Linked DNA regions of Zea mays: all the other regions are linked to region 1. The links are chromatin contacts, called in public Hi-C maps. All regions are on one chromosome and are shown on one strand. Each heading gives the region's core, a stretch centred on a gene start, on an enhancer-like site or on the middle of the called end of the contact. The rest is flanking DNA. Distances are from core to core; before and after follow the strand shown. Region 1 holds the start of LOC103641584 (farnesylated protein 3). Region 2 holds the start of LOC100278266. Region 3 holds the start of LOC118473578.

Evidence for each region. A called contact is a pair of places that touch in the nucleus more often than the background predicts.
Region 2: a contact with region 1 is called in a Hi-C map of endosperm, with 2.3 times the contacts expected there. The contact joins the promoter of LOC100278266 here to the promoter of LOC103641584 in region 1. A contact is called at or near these places in 2 of 25 Hi-C or Micro-C datasets (ear and endosperm).
Region 3: a Hi-C map of leaf shows a contact between it and region 1, with 7 times the contacts expected there. The contact joins the promoter of LOC118473578 here to the promoter of LOC103641584 in region 1. A contact is called at or near these places in 3 of 25 Hi-C or Micro-C datasets (ear, leaf and tassel) and 1 of 3 datasets of contacts at active chromatin or transcription factors (leaf).

What each region holds. Positions count from the first base shown.
Region 1 is chr10:112,275,539-112,279,970 of Zm-B73-REFERENCE-NAM-5.0, reverse strand. LOC103641584 (farnesylated protein 3) reads right to left here and starts at 2,389. Exons shown (of 5, transcript XM_008664923.4): 1 at 1,689-2,389; 2 at 1,298-1,547; 3 at 715-959; 4 at 500-587; 5 at 1-378. The coding sequence starts at 1,697.
Region 2 is chr10:112,671,692-112,676,123 of Zm-B73-REFERENCE-NAM-5.0, reverse strand. LOC100278266 reads right to left here and starts at 2,304. Exons shown (of 2, transcript NM_001374040.1): 1 at 2,043-2,304; 2 at 1-880. The coding sequence starts at 2,230.
Region 3 is chr10:112,575,209-112,579,640 of Zm-B73-REFERENCE-NAM-5.0, reverse strand. LOC118473578 reads right to left here and starts at 1,837. Exons shown (of 1, transcript XM_035963461.1): 1 at 973-1,837. The coding sequence starts at 1,655. The coding sequence ends at 1,071. LOC100277718 reads right to left here and starts at 3,054. Exons shown (of 10, transcript NM_001151214.2): 1 at 2,838-3,054; 2 at 2,634-2,705. The coding sequence starts at 2,903.

The DNA of each region.
Region 1 (4,432 bases), core at 1,140-3,639:
GGAACCGCGGGTAGTGCATGTACAGGCTGGCGGCCGGGTCCTTGTCCTTGTCGCCGGCCTCGTCCTTCTTGTCGCCGTCTCCGTCGCCGCCGTCCTTCTTCTCCTCGTTCTTCTCGCCGCCATCCTTCTTCTCTTCCTCCTCCTTGCCGTCCTTCTTCTCCTCGCCTCCGGCACCGCCTGCATCCTTCTTATTCTCCTCCTCCTCCTTGGCCGCCTTGTCGCCGCCGCCGCCCTCCGGCGCCGGGGCCGGCTCGGACTTGACGACGGCCGCGTGCTTGCCCGTGCGCTTGTACACGTACTCCGCCAGCTTGGACTCCTCGAACACGCCCTTCACCGTCACCTCCGACGCCTTGAGGTCCGGTTCTACGGACTGCACGCCTGCATGCACAGCCATACCCATACATACATACGTACATTTGTGGTTCAGAGCAGGGACTACTAGTTAATTCTTGGTCAAGCAGGTGGGTGGAGGAGTTATGTTGGAGAGCAGAGCACCCACCTTTCATCTTGAGGATCCTCTTCTTGATCCCCTCGGCGCACGCCTCGCAGTGCATGTGCACCTTCAGCACCACAGCGATCACCGGCGGCTTCAACAAGAAAAAAGAGAAAAAAAAACGAAAAATCCTCACATCAGCCTCTGTTCCATGGAGCATGGAACCGATGCAGTTTCGGGGGGCCAAATGCAGACCACCAGGCTGTGATTTTCGATCTCACCTCCTTCTTCTCCTCCGGCTTCGGCGGCTCGGGCTCTGCCTTCTTCTCATCGTCCTTCTTCTTCTCCGCCTCATCTTCCTTCTTCTCCTCCACCTCCGGCGGGGGCGGCATCGGCGACAGCAGCTCGACCTTGCGGCCGGTCTTCTTCTGCACGCGCTCCACCACCTTCATGGGGTCGGCGGCCGCCTTCTTCCCCTTCACCAGCACCTTGTGCGCCTTGGAGTCGGCGATCACATCCTCCACTCCTGCAGTGGTGGTGACAGCACAGCACAGCACAGTTTCCATTTCAGTTCAGATGCGTGCCATTCTCTTGGGCGCTCTGAGAAGCTGCCATGAATCACACTAATTCTTCCAAGAATATAACCTTTGAAGCAAGTGTCCCTAATCTGGATTGATTTTTTTTTTAAAAAGAGTGAGAGTGAGAGTGAGAGAGAGACAGAATATTCTGAAATCTCAATCACATCGTGCAATCACGCGTGTTTAATACTACAACAACAAAGAAGAAAACCGATGGACACGTAGAGATAGTAGTAGGACAGCAGAGGGGTAGGGGCAGCAGAGGACAGGACAGCATCAGCATTACCGTCGAAGCGCCTGAGGATCTTCTTGACCTTGCGGGCGCACCCCTCGCAGTGCATGTAGACCCGCATCTCGACCTCCTCCGGTGGCGGAGGCGGGGGCGCGTCCTCCTTCTTCTTCTCCTCCTCCTCCCCGTCCTTGGGCTTCTCGCCGCCGCCGCCGCCGCCTACTTCCTTGGGCTTGTCGTCCTTCTTCTTCTCCTCTGCCGCCGCGGCCTCCTTGGGCTTCTCCACCTCCTCCTTCTTGGCCGCCTCCTGCAAGCAGGCAACGGCAGTACGAAGCTAGCGTCAGGATGAGACGAGACGGCCGACCCGACCGGACGCCCGGCGGGAGGAGATGGGAAGCGCCGTCCGTCCTCGGCTCCCGCCCCAGACGGGAACAACGGCCGAACTCACCTCGCCCATGGCTTCCCTCCCTCCCCGGATCCGCTGCTGTTGTGCTCTGCCCCGCACGTCTGCACTGCACCCACGCGCGCCTCTTCCTCTCGCTCTATGACTGACTATGAGGGATTGAGGGGGCAGCAAGTGGGGATGGGGGGCTCGCCTTATGTAGCGGCCTAGCGGGTGTCTGGTGGTAGGCGCCGCCAGCCACGGAGGCCCGCAAGATCCGCACGGAAAATGAAATGATTTCGTTCGGCATCTCTTCCTCTCTCTCCACGTCCCTCCCTTGCCGCCCTCTCACTCTCTCTTGGGAAGTAGAGTGCCGTAGCACACTGTATTCTTCTGGGAGCACCCTGCACCGCCGTGTACGTATAGGTAGCTGTAAGAAATTACTGCACGGAGGGCCTGCGGATTCTGTGAGTCAATGGGCGTGTTCGGCTGGCTACAAGCCGACACTGTTGCAGCTGTTTGGATTGCTGCAGCTGCAATCCATAGAGAGAAAAATACTGTAGAAGCCGCAGCCGCAGCCGGATTGCAGCCGCAGCAAGCCGCAGCGAACAAGCCGAATGTATTACTGCGATGTACTACTCCGCAAGACTTCAGTTTTCTAGGGCTCTTTGTGCGCTCGTAGGCATGCGCACTTGCCTGCCAGAGAGTGCCAGGCATCAAGGGTACGTTTGGATGCAAGCACAGGGATGCCAGGCCAAATATTCGCCTTACTAAGCTAGTTTTAAGAGGACGAAAAAGATAACAACGATTTTGCGGTACCATGTTTGTTTTGTACCATGGGGTGACTTTTTTTTTTTTGCTTCAGATAGGTTTGCACACGCCACAGTACTGCCCCCGTTGGGTGACACAAACCTACAAAATATGCACGGAGGCTTCCTTGCCACGTGACTTGCTCGGTCGGTTTATTTCTCAAAGTGACTTTTTTTTTTGCAGCTGCAGCGTCTATCTATCTATCTATCTATCTATCTATCTATCTATCTATCTATCTATCTATCTATCTATCTATCTATCTATCTATCTAGGCTTTGCTGGCGAGGACGCGCCGCGTTATCTCGCCACGTCGTATTTTGTGTAGAAAGTGCCTTTAGTTTGTGCGTCGTTTCCTTCTCTCGCCACACGCTACTAAGCATTACGTTAACTAAAGCACATCGTCGGTTTATGTCTTTTGCTCTAGTATTGCTTCGCCAGGCTAATAAGCATGACTCATCAACACACATGTATCTCCACCAACCAGCTGTCTGCCATGCATGCATCGATCGTGCAGACACGAAAGGAGAAAAAGAAGAAGAAGAAGATGTAGATAGCACACAAGCTATCTGGTACGCACGCAGATTCATTCAGCACTAGGTGGGACGATACTGTTGTTTTTGGTCACTGGTGGGATGCATGCATGTATGTATCTAACTAGTTCAAATATCCAGCAAACAAATTAAATAGCTAGACCCGGCTCGTTTAGGTAGTGTTTGGTTGAGGAGCCAAGTAGAACGTCATTCCATCCATAATTCTAGGAACGGAGCCGCTCTGTTCTGTGTTTGGTAATCTGGAACAGAACGAATCTGTTTTTTGTTTGGTTGTAGAGTGAACGGAACAGAGCGTGACTGTGAGAGCGGGATAGGAACGGAGCGGCTCCATCCGGTTGATTTTTTGGAGCGGAATGATTCCGGATCTGAGGAGAATATTCCCTAATTGGAGCCATTCCGTTCTATTTACTTTGTAACCAAACAACAATAAAACTGGGACAGAACGGCTCCGTTCTACTTGGCTCTTCAACCAAACACTGCCTTATATCGAAACAGCCAATTATTACTCCCTCCAATCTATTCTAAATTTATGTATGCATGCTTGATCTATTAGATACGTAGTCTTAATTTGCTATATATTTATTGGACATAGGTTATGTCCAAACTTATTTAGGATGGAACGAGTAGTATCTACGATCAACCGGTCATTACCACCCAGAAGCCCTCTTATGTATGCATGCTTGATCTATAAGAGTTTCTCTAAACGGTCCTCTATCCATTTGACTACTTTAAATAACCGGTTTAGCAAAACTAAAATATGTACAATACATTTGAGAGTATGATAAATACGTATGTACAAAAAATAAAATTAAAAAATGTCTTTAATATGAGTATTTGAGTATAGAGGACGTGATTTAGAGGACGTTGTTGGAGAGAAATGAGATATAGAGGATGAAATCTTTTAGAGGAGACTGTAAAGGACAGATATAGAGGATAAATATAGAGGATAAATATGGAGACAGCTTATAGTCTAAGATTTACCGGTCATTACCACCCAGAAGCCCTCTTCAAGAGACTGCTGGTAGCATACACCGTCCGTACGTACCATGCGTGGATATATGGTATAAATGCAGGAGATCGTCGTGCAGATTGGGCACAGAGCCAGCCAGCTGCTTTGCGGATGTGGTTAATTTCAGAGACGAGGCAAGGCAAGGTGAGTTGCCTTGATTAACCGGCATTATGATCCTTATCTCATTTTTTATTTTAAACTTAAACTCTTCGAACAGATAGTTGTAAAATATTACTTTGCATGGCCGGTTGGAGACAGCTTTTGAATGAAAAAAAGAAGAAAAAAACATCTCTTTTATACATAATTCTATACATCGATCTTGCGAAATTGAAAATGGGTTGTGTGGACAATGACAAGAGCCAATCGCGCGTGCCGCGGCGCCAACCAGATGCTGCTCTGGGACTGGGAATCAGCCCTCGTCCTCTGCTGTCCTCTGTGCC
Region 2 (4,432 bases), core at 1,055-3,554, 400 kb before region 1:
GCCGTCACCGCGAGGCGCTGCGTATGTCTGCCGCCCGCCCAGTTGCCACCCGTCGGCCGCCATCACCTCCTGCTGGTGCTGTTGTTGCTGCAGCAGATGCAGCTGCCGCATCATCACGGCCGACGCTAGCGCCTGCTCGCCGGGGCGCACGTCGCCGCGAAACGCCGCCGTCATCATGTCCTCCTCCTGCTGGTTATGTTGCTGCATTAGCTGTGTTACCATGGCCGGTGGCAGCGCCTGCCCGCAGGTTGCACCCACTCCGCGTGGCGCCGCTGCCATCATCTCCTGCTGCCTCTGCCGCTGCATGTTCTGCACCATCACGGCCTGTATCAGAGCCTGCTCATTGGAACCACCCTCGCCGCGCGACGCCGCTGCGGTGAGCGCCTGCCAGGCGCCCGGGGTCATCATCGTCTCCTGCTGCTGCATCGCCACGGCCTGCCCGCGGGAGGCACCTTCGCCGCGTCCCACAGCCACGAACGCATGCCACCCGCCCGCGGCCTGCGCCTGCGCCTGCGCCTGTGCTTGCGCCTGCACCAACGCAAGACGCGCGCGCGCGGCCTCCTGCTGCTGGTGCTGCGAAACGGCCGCGCGGAGGCGCTCCAACTGCCGCCGCTCGTCTTCCACCATAGACATCCCAAGAATGAGCTGTTCCTCGGCGCGGTTGAGTCCTGCCGCATGTTGCTGAGTCATGACGTTGAAGGTCAGCACCTGCTTCTCGAAGTGCTCGAAAAAGCCTTCCAGCTGAGTTCCCATGCCATCCTCCCAATTCTGGGCGCTTGACTTGTCTGTTGTGGTGGAGATGCTGCTGGTGCCGCCACTGATGGGCTCGTCTACGTCGTCGTTCTCTTCATACTCTGCGAATACGTGGTAGGGCAGCAGCCTGCTCATGATGCGAAGAACACTATTAGTTTGTCAGCTTAGAGCCAAATTACAAGTCATTTCAACTTTTCGAATATAATTTCTCGTAAGATGGATTTTGTTTTCTCGATTTGTAAGATGGCTTGAAAGGACGTGGATTCCTTCGTAGTTGGACACAACGTGGACTCCTTTCTGTTGGATATGAATGTTAATCCATCAGCAGGTCTAGTGCTAATCCTAATCTCCTTGGAATTACAATTAATATTCCCTTTGTATATAGGATGAGTTTACAGAACGGAGAACGGTGTGCAACGTGTTTTCCATCTAAGAAGAAGCAGGGAGCCTCAGTCCAAGAAAGAGAAGAATCACACGGTACTGGTAATGCACTTATTAGTACCTGACAGCTGACATTCAGTCGCAACTGATATAGACATATAGTACAAAACAGTAATAATTTTACTCAATTCAACAGCAGTACAAAACAGTAACTCGGAAAAAAAAGATGAGCTGTCAGACTAGAACAACTTGACAAGAACAGTAATAATTTTACTCAATTCAAATAAAAAGTTGAATTCAGATGTATGCCTGTAATTTTAGTTACAAAATAACTATAAAGGCCAGCTGATATTCACATATAGGGTCTTATTATGATTGTAAAGTTTTTTTTGATCTATTGATATTACGCTCATCCATCCGTCCCTACATTTAAGAACAGGATATTCTGTCAGAAACCATGCATGAATGAGATATCCAAACAATTCTTGATCAGGGTAGTTCGATTCCGTGTTTATCGTAGGAAAATTAAAAATCCAACAAAATCGACCTCACGTTTGATGATTCTCCTACCATGATAAATCTCGTACGCGGGAGCTAGGCTGCTATTCTCTTGTTTTTCCTTCGAATCAAACCGTGCTAAGCAAAGGGATCATATAAATCTTTACCAGAAAAATCCGACTCGCCGCAACCGAACCATAACGAAAAAAAAATCGCAAGCTATATACAATCAAAACAGTATCCTGAAGACGATATAATCCCCAAAACCCCCCAACGCACACAGTTCGATGAACACATCCAAGAGATCCCAGACCACGAGGGCCAAAACCAAAAGGCTCTAAACCGCGTGTGGTAACAGGTAACGGCAACAGCGGCTGGGAGAGAGAGGAGGATCGAACGCGCGCACGCACCTGCTGACGGCGTCCTCGACGGAGGCGAAGGGCGTCCTGAAGTCCGGGTTTAGGGCCTTCCACGCGTCTTCAAATGCCATCTGTTCCGCAGCGCGCGTCCGCGCCACCTCCGCCGAGACGGGACACCCGGATCCCTGCGACGGCGGCATTCCAGCAGCGACGAGGAAGCCCTGCGGCTGCGGCTGCATGGCGGGTCGAGGTCGGGGTCGCGGTTGTTGCGGCTGCTGTAGTAGGGCTTGGTCTCCCAATAGTCAGTGACGCTGGACAGTGGGGTCAGCGGTCGTCATTCCTTGGTCTCCTCCCATTCTCTCTCTTCTCTCACTTGTCTTCCTTTTTATTTTGGTTATATACTTAGACTATCTTCAGCAGACTACCTGTCAAATTTCCTATCTTACTTCATATTTTAAACTCTACTCTATAAATAATGCAATTTATCGTGCAAATTATTACTTTGCACGCGGAAATGACCTTATTATATTGCTTAGACGTGAAGTATCTACTCCCCGTCCCAAATTAAAATTCATTTTACTTTTTAATATATTCATACAATAATTAATGTATGTGTTCTATATATATCTAGGTTCATAATCATCTATATGAATATGGACATAAAAATACAGAACTAAAACGACTACTATTTTGGAACAGTGCGAGTACAATCTTAGGGGTATCACGTTGCAAATGCAATGTTTGCATGTGGACTGCAATTACTAGTGCTATTGGGTTTAATTTAAATATTAATATAAGAAAAACAATGTGGTATAATCAAAAGTTTTCTATATAATTACCATAGAATCAAACTATTAAAAATCATATACTTTATTATTTACTCTACTCATATATTATAGTTTAAGTTTTAAGTTCATGCTATATTAAAAGATATAAAAGGTAAACTTATATTTTAAGTTTGTTTAGTTTAGGGTAAGAAGTTGAGACATGACTATTTCAATATTGTCACTTAAAATTGGAGGGACAAGAGTGGAGCCCAGAGAACGTGGCCCTCTGGCCCCTGCTGTCCCACAACCAAACACACTCTAAGTTCTTAATTCACTCTAGTTAAGAGATAAAAAAATATCCTATCTAGAGCATATTTGATATTTTTTTCTTAAAATGAATTAAAACTTAAAATTTAATATATTAGTAGAGTACATCTATAATTTATGAGATTTTTGTATGACTTTGGGTAGTTTGATTGAATCTCTTCTTATATGAGAAACTTGATTGTACAATAATTTTTGTCATTAATATATCCTACTGGTATAGATAATCATCAATAATCATTAATTTTAAAAGAAACTGCACAAGAAAACCACAGACCACTAGTGCTACTATATCGTTTTAGCGTGTTGAGAATCCAAATCGTTGAAGGAGAAACCTCACCGAAAAACCAGCGTACTAATATTCTCAGTACAGTGGTTTTGCAACGTGTCAACGTAAAGCCGTTTAAAAAGAAAGGAAAAGAAAACCTCCTGAGAAACTATGGGCCACTTTTTTTAAGCGGTGTCATACATTTTAGTATCGTAGAAACTAGATGAACACCCATACATACTACAAAGTGAACAAGTTATGATAATATATATTAAAATTTAAAAATATTAGTTAGCTGATGTTTCTTATTTAAAGCTTGCTTGACATGTACAAAGCTTGATAGTATGGCATATGTTTGGTAGGATGGATGAGACAAGTCTTCAAGCGATATACCACCTTGCTTTACTATCTTTATTGCAAATTTGGGACATACATGCATAGAGGACAAACTCAAAGAAGTTTTATCTAAGTATGATATGTGGATTCTTCTAATTTGCTTGTAAAGTAGATCCATAGTAATGAAATTGCGTATTGTTGTTCTATATTGTGAGCGCACCTAAGTTTCATGTCCTTAAAATACGTAGCCGTGTTGGAATGTCTGTAGCTTTTTCTAATTTTACGGTATATGTACCTATACCTTTAGGGCCTGTTTGGTTCCTAAGGAATGATCACCCGTAACCATTCCTAGCCAGATTATTTGTCTAATTTATATAAGGGTTTGATCAACTGGAACAATTCTGGGGCGAATTCCGGCTCAAATGAACATGCCCTTATTGATTTAGCTAGAGAGATACGAGGAAAACTCTTATTAGTATTGTGGCTTTGGTGGTGCGTAGACAGAATATAGCCAATAGGAAGGCACGTCAGTGGTAGCATTGGAGCCGATGTTGACAATGGCGTCACACTCGAGAGTCTCTAGCATGCGTGACCCACGTGACGCCCTCAACATTGACCTAGATCAGGCTACCATCATCTCCTCGTCCACCTCGTGGAAGTAGCGCACGTACGGATAAAACATCCCATCGTGGCCGTGGATGGAGTCTTGAGCTCCTCGACGTCGACCACAAGCCCCTCGAGATCCT
Region 3 (4,432 bases), core at 588-3,087, 300 kb before region 1:
ACATTAATTTAACAATCTAAACGAGACTAGTCGATAGCATATCGCTTTTTACATATTTGTGTATAGGATAGATAGATTTAACAGGAAAAAGTGCTAGCGTCCAATGGCTAGGGGGGCCTCTGTTTTTGGGACCCCTCAGATACGGCCCTGCCTCGCAGATTGAGCTGCACAATGTAATCGGCTGCGATACCATCTGTCACACCCCGGTGGTGATGACCGAGACGTGAGGAAATGGAGAAACTCACCTGGAACGTGCCTTGGTGATGAAGACAACGTGAACGAGTCTGTTTTCTGATTTCTCCCCGATGCCTCTTCTGCGTAGGGCTTCTTTTATGCCTTCTCTCCCAAAATCACATATTAGTCCCCCTACTCTATAGACCAATACAAGCTGCATATGTTATTGGGTTACTGTAGGTGTTACAAAGTCCTTGGGTTGTTGAATTGACCAGAATCCAACAAAATAGCAGCAGCGGCGGTATGAGCCTGCGCCCTGGAAGCAGTTGCACGCCCACTCCATTCCGACCATGAAGCGGAATATGCATGGCTTATAAATTAGAGCTGCCTACATCCAGTTTTCCATGTTTCGCAGCTGAAGAAGGTTGTGCCGCCGTTAGTTTCTGTTGCTCAGCTACCTAATCATATGGATGGACTGCAAATTCCTGAACGCATCTTGCAGTGCCGTGGGGGTCCAGAGGGTGTATCTCAGGTCCTCGTGCAGTGGTCAGGTATGCCTCCCGCCTCCGTCCTTAGCCACTTGGGAAGATCTCATTGCCCTTTGACAGTCGTTTCCGCAGGCTCCTGCTTGGGACAAGCAGCTTCTTGTCATGGGGGAATGTCAGCATCAATGCGTCGTCAGAACATGAAGTGAACATGTCTTCTTCAGATCAGTTCAGGAGCCGATGACTGCGGAGCTGAGCGCTGAGCCGAGATGATATTTGGACTTATGACCGTTTTATGGTGGGGGTGGGGCGGTGAGGAATCAACACAGCCGTATGACATTACTTTTTCGTGAATCAAGTCGAGTCTCATACATTGCAGAATGCCACAGTACACCACACATGTCGGATCCACTATTCACATGATGAGGTCGTCTTACACCGTTCGCTCTGTTCTGGCCTCACAGAGCAGTATTGGCATGTGATACAAACACGCCCACAATGGCGCAAAGCCAGTAGCAGAGGAACGCAGAAGCGAGTCTCGCAACCGCATGCGCTGCCACGCCTCCGGGGGCCGCCAAGGGTGGCCACGAGCGCCCTGCGCCGGCCGTGGCCGTGGCCATTCGCCATGGTCGCTGCTGCCGCTGTCGCTGTCGCGGGCAGCACCACGAGAAGGCCTCGTGGGACCGCTTCCACGTAATGCCGCCGGCGGTCTGCTACAACGTGGTGCATCTGCATTCTGCTCTGCATATGTGATGTGCCGCGCGCGCGCGTTTTGCCGTTTGCCGGTGGTGGGTGTGGGCTTGTGCGTGAGGCGTCCGAGGGTCGGCGGGTTGGACAGGTTCGCGTTGCATCGGAGTCGGCGGGTTGGACAGGCGTCTCTTCGTTTGTTTCGTATATACTTTTGGCCAACTGATCGCTGCGAAACTGCTCGTCAGTCTGGGTTGGGCCTTTTCTGCGGGGGAAGAAAGCCCACGAAGGGGGTCGTGGTTGCTGCATGTATTCTGGCCCAGTATGCCGCTGACATGGACGGACCTCGCTAATACTCCCTTCCCTCGTGAAAGGAGGAACGTGATATTCTTTCTTTTTTTCTCTTTTTGCAACGTCCAGGAGAATGGATTTAGCAACAAGAGAAGTCCAGGAGTATAGATTGGTCTCTTCTTGGTCTCCGACCCTCTGATTTCCCTATCGTTTGACTTGAAACAGGAGTAGGTTAGATGTGAAAAGGGACCAGCCTCACGGAGAACGTGCCATGACTCTGTCGGCCATTCTTGCCGTGGAGATAAGAGACCTGGTGTAATTCAGAGCATTTTCGGATTTTAATTACTCTGGTGCTGGGGTAGAGTTGTTTAAGTCGGTGCCTATGTTTGTAAACAATTTAGGTGGGACACTGAGGCTAAGAAGGTCTGTCCTGAACTGTGTCTGTGCAGCTTAATGCTCAAGGGTTTAGTTAACGGAAAACACTTATGCAAGGAGTATATAAGCTATTTCGGCTTATATAAGCGTAACACTTATCCTGAACTCGCCGTCGCCAGAGGAAAATCCATCCCCGCTTCCACGGGTCGGATTGGCGGGCGTGAAGACCTGGAGTATATAAGCTAGAAATGGGGGGAGGAGAGATGGCATGAGATGTAGTAAGCAGAATATTCCTCTTCTTCTTGTTCCTCACGTCTCCTACTCCGTTCTTCCCAATTCCCTCCCTGCTGTACTCCGCTACTACGAACTCTGCTACTACTACCTGGTTGAATCGTAACATGTAGTTAGTGGAAGGATTTCAGGTTTGGGGTAGAGTAGGTTGACCGCTGCAGTGTGTGCGATTTCACATCAGACGTACGAAAAATGCGCCCACCAATCCATCTATCAAGAGCACGGGCACAACTCATTCGGCCGCCGATGGTCAGAAACTCTGAAACGAATGGGCTCCAGGGCAACCTCAAGTGCACATGAATGCGGCATTTCTGAAGTTCTCTGACTGACCTCGAGTAAGAAGTCGGCGTCGCCACGCAGCGTGGGTTCCTGGCCTGGGAAGTACGGGTACTCCTCCTTGGCCTGCACGGATAGGGTTGGAGTCACCGGTAAAAAAAAAAAAAACAACCCCAGAAGGATTACTGAACTCCCCCGCGGGCCGCCAGGAGCCCAGGACGCGGAAACTGGGCTCGCGCGCGTTGCCTGCTTACGCACCTGCTGTGGCGTGGCCCAGACGTGCAGGTGGGAGTCGATGACCTTGCAGGAGGAAGAAGCGGCCATGGCGGCGGCAATGGTGGTGGTGGCGGTGGAGAGGAGCAGCCGCCTCCTTGTTGCTGTGGTCGCGAAGGAGAGGATGTCGCGAGAGGCGGTAGTGGCGCGGGGGCACAGGAACCTGCACGGGGCAACCACTGGTGATGATGACGATAAAGCCATAGAGTGTCTGCTGCCGAGTACTGCGCTCCACGTTTTTTCACCAACACAAACGCTGCAGAGCAACCGCAGACGAGTTCACGGGCCGACAAGTTACAGGGCCCAGCTGGCCTCTTAAGGCTGTTCCCAGCAGAGTCCAAATTACACTACCGGTTTCTAAACATATCATTAGTCCTAAACTGTGGTCAAAGTGCATGTTCAGACCCCTAAACTTATAAAATTGTACCATTCCAGTTTCTAAGCTTTCAATTAGGGATGGCAATTTTACCCGCGGGTTCGGATATCCACGGATATCCGACCCGTCGGATTCGGGTTCGGGTAAGAAATTTAACCCGCGGGTCTCACCCATACCCGACCCGTGATTAAATCGGGTCGGGTACGGGTTTTATCTTGTGCCCGCGGGTCTTGGCGGATATCCGAAATAATTTGAGTTTTCACTTTTGGCCCACAAGAAACCGGCGGCCCAATGTCCAGAAACCCTACTACCCTAGTCACACACACGCAGCCACGCAGGAGTAAGGACGCATCGCAGCCCCAGGCGGCCGCCGGCCAGGCCCCCAGCCGCCCACGCGTCCGGCGTCTCTCACCTCACGTCTCATCTCTCTGCTCTCTCTGTCTCTCAGCCAGTCAAGCCGCCACCGCCCACCGGCCACTGGCCACCGCCACCAGCCACTCCGCCCCGGTGTCTGGTACTCGTGGGACAGGCGGACAACGCTAGATCCGCCCCGTCGTCTGGTACTTTGGTTGCCCCGGCCGTCCATCGCAAGACCGGTTGCCCTGGTCCCTGCCGTCGTCGAGCAAGACTGGTTGCCCCGGCCGTCCAGCGAAGCAGCGAACAGCGTGGCAGCGAGCCAGCGACGCAGCGTCCCTGGCTGGCGTCCCTGGCTAGTGGCTGGCTCCCCTGCGTGTCTGCGTATCCAAATTCCAATCCATTCTCCTTCTCCGGTCCAAGGTAGCGTCTCTGTCTCTCTGAGCTAGTGAGTTAGCACTCCGAGTCCGAGGTATATTTTACAGTTGATGTCTCACTGATCTCAAATAGGTGGAGGTGGTTCTCAAATCTAAAGTAGTAAAGTTCATCCATGGCGCCTACAAGTGGATCTGGCTCCGGGACGCAAGCTAATCGTCCACCGTTGTCTTCACGTGGTGCTGCAACGAGGAGGGGGAGAGTGACCTTAAACCGATCAACTATCAATCGGGCTGGCGATGCTGCTGGTACACCTACATTGACGCCGACGCTGAGTGCAGACCCATCAAGTGCTGGTGATACTACTGCTAGTGGCACACCATCATCAAGTACTAATGCTCCACCTGCAGCAGCAGCACCACAATCAGGTATAGATAATGTCATTGTGGAAGATGATGATACTGTTATTGTTGGG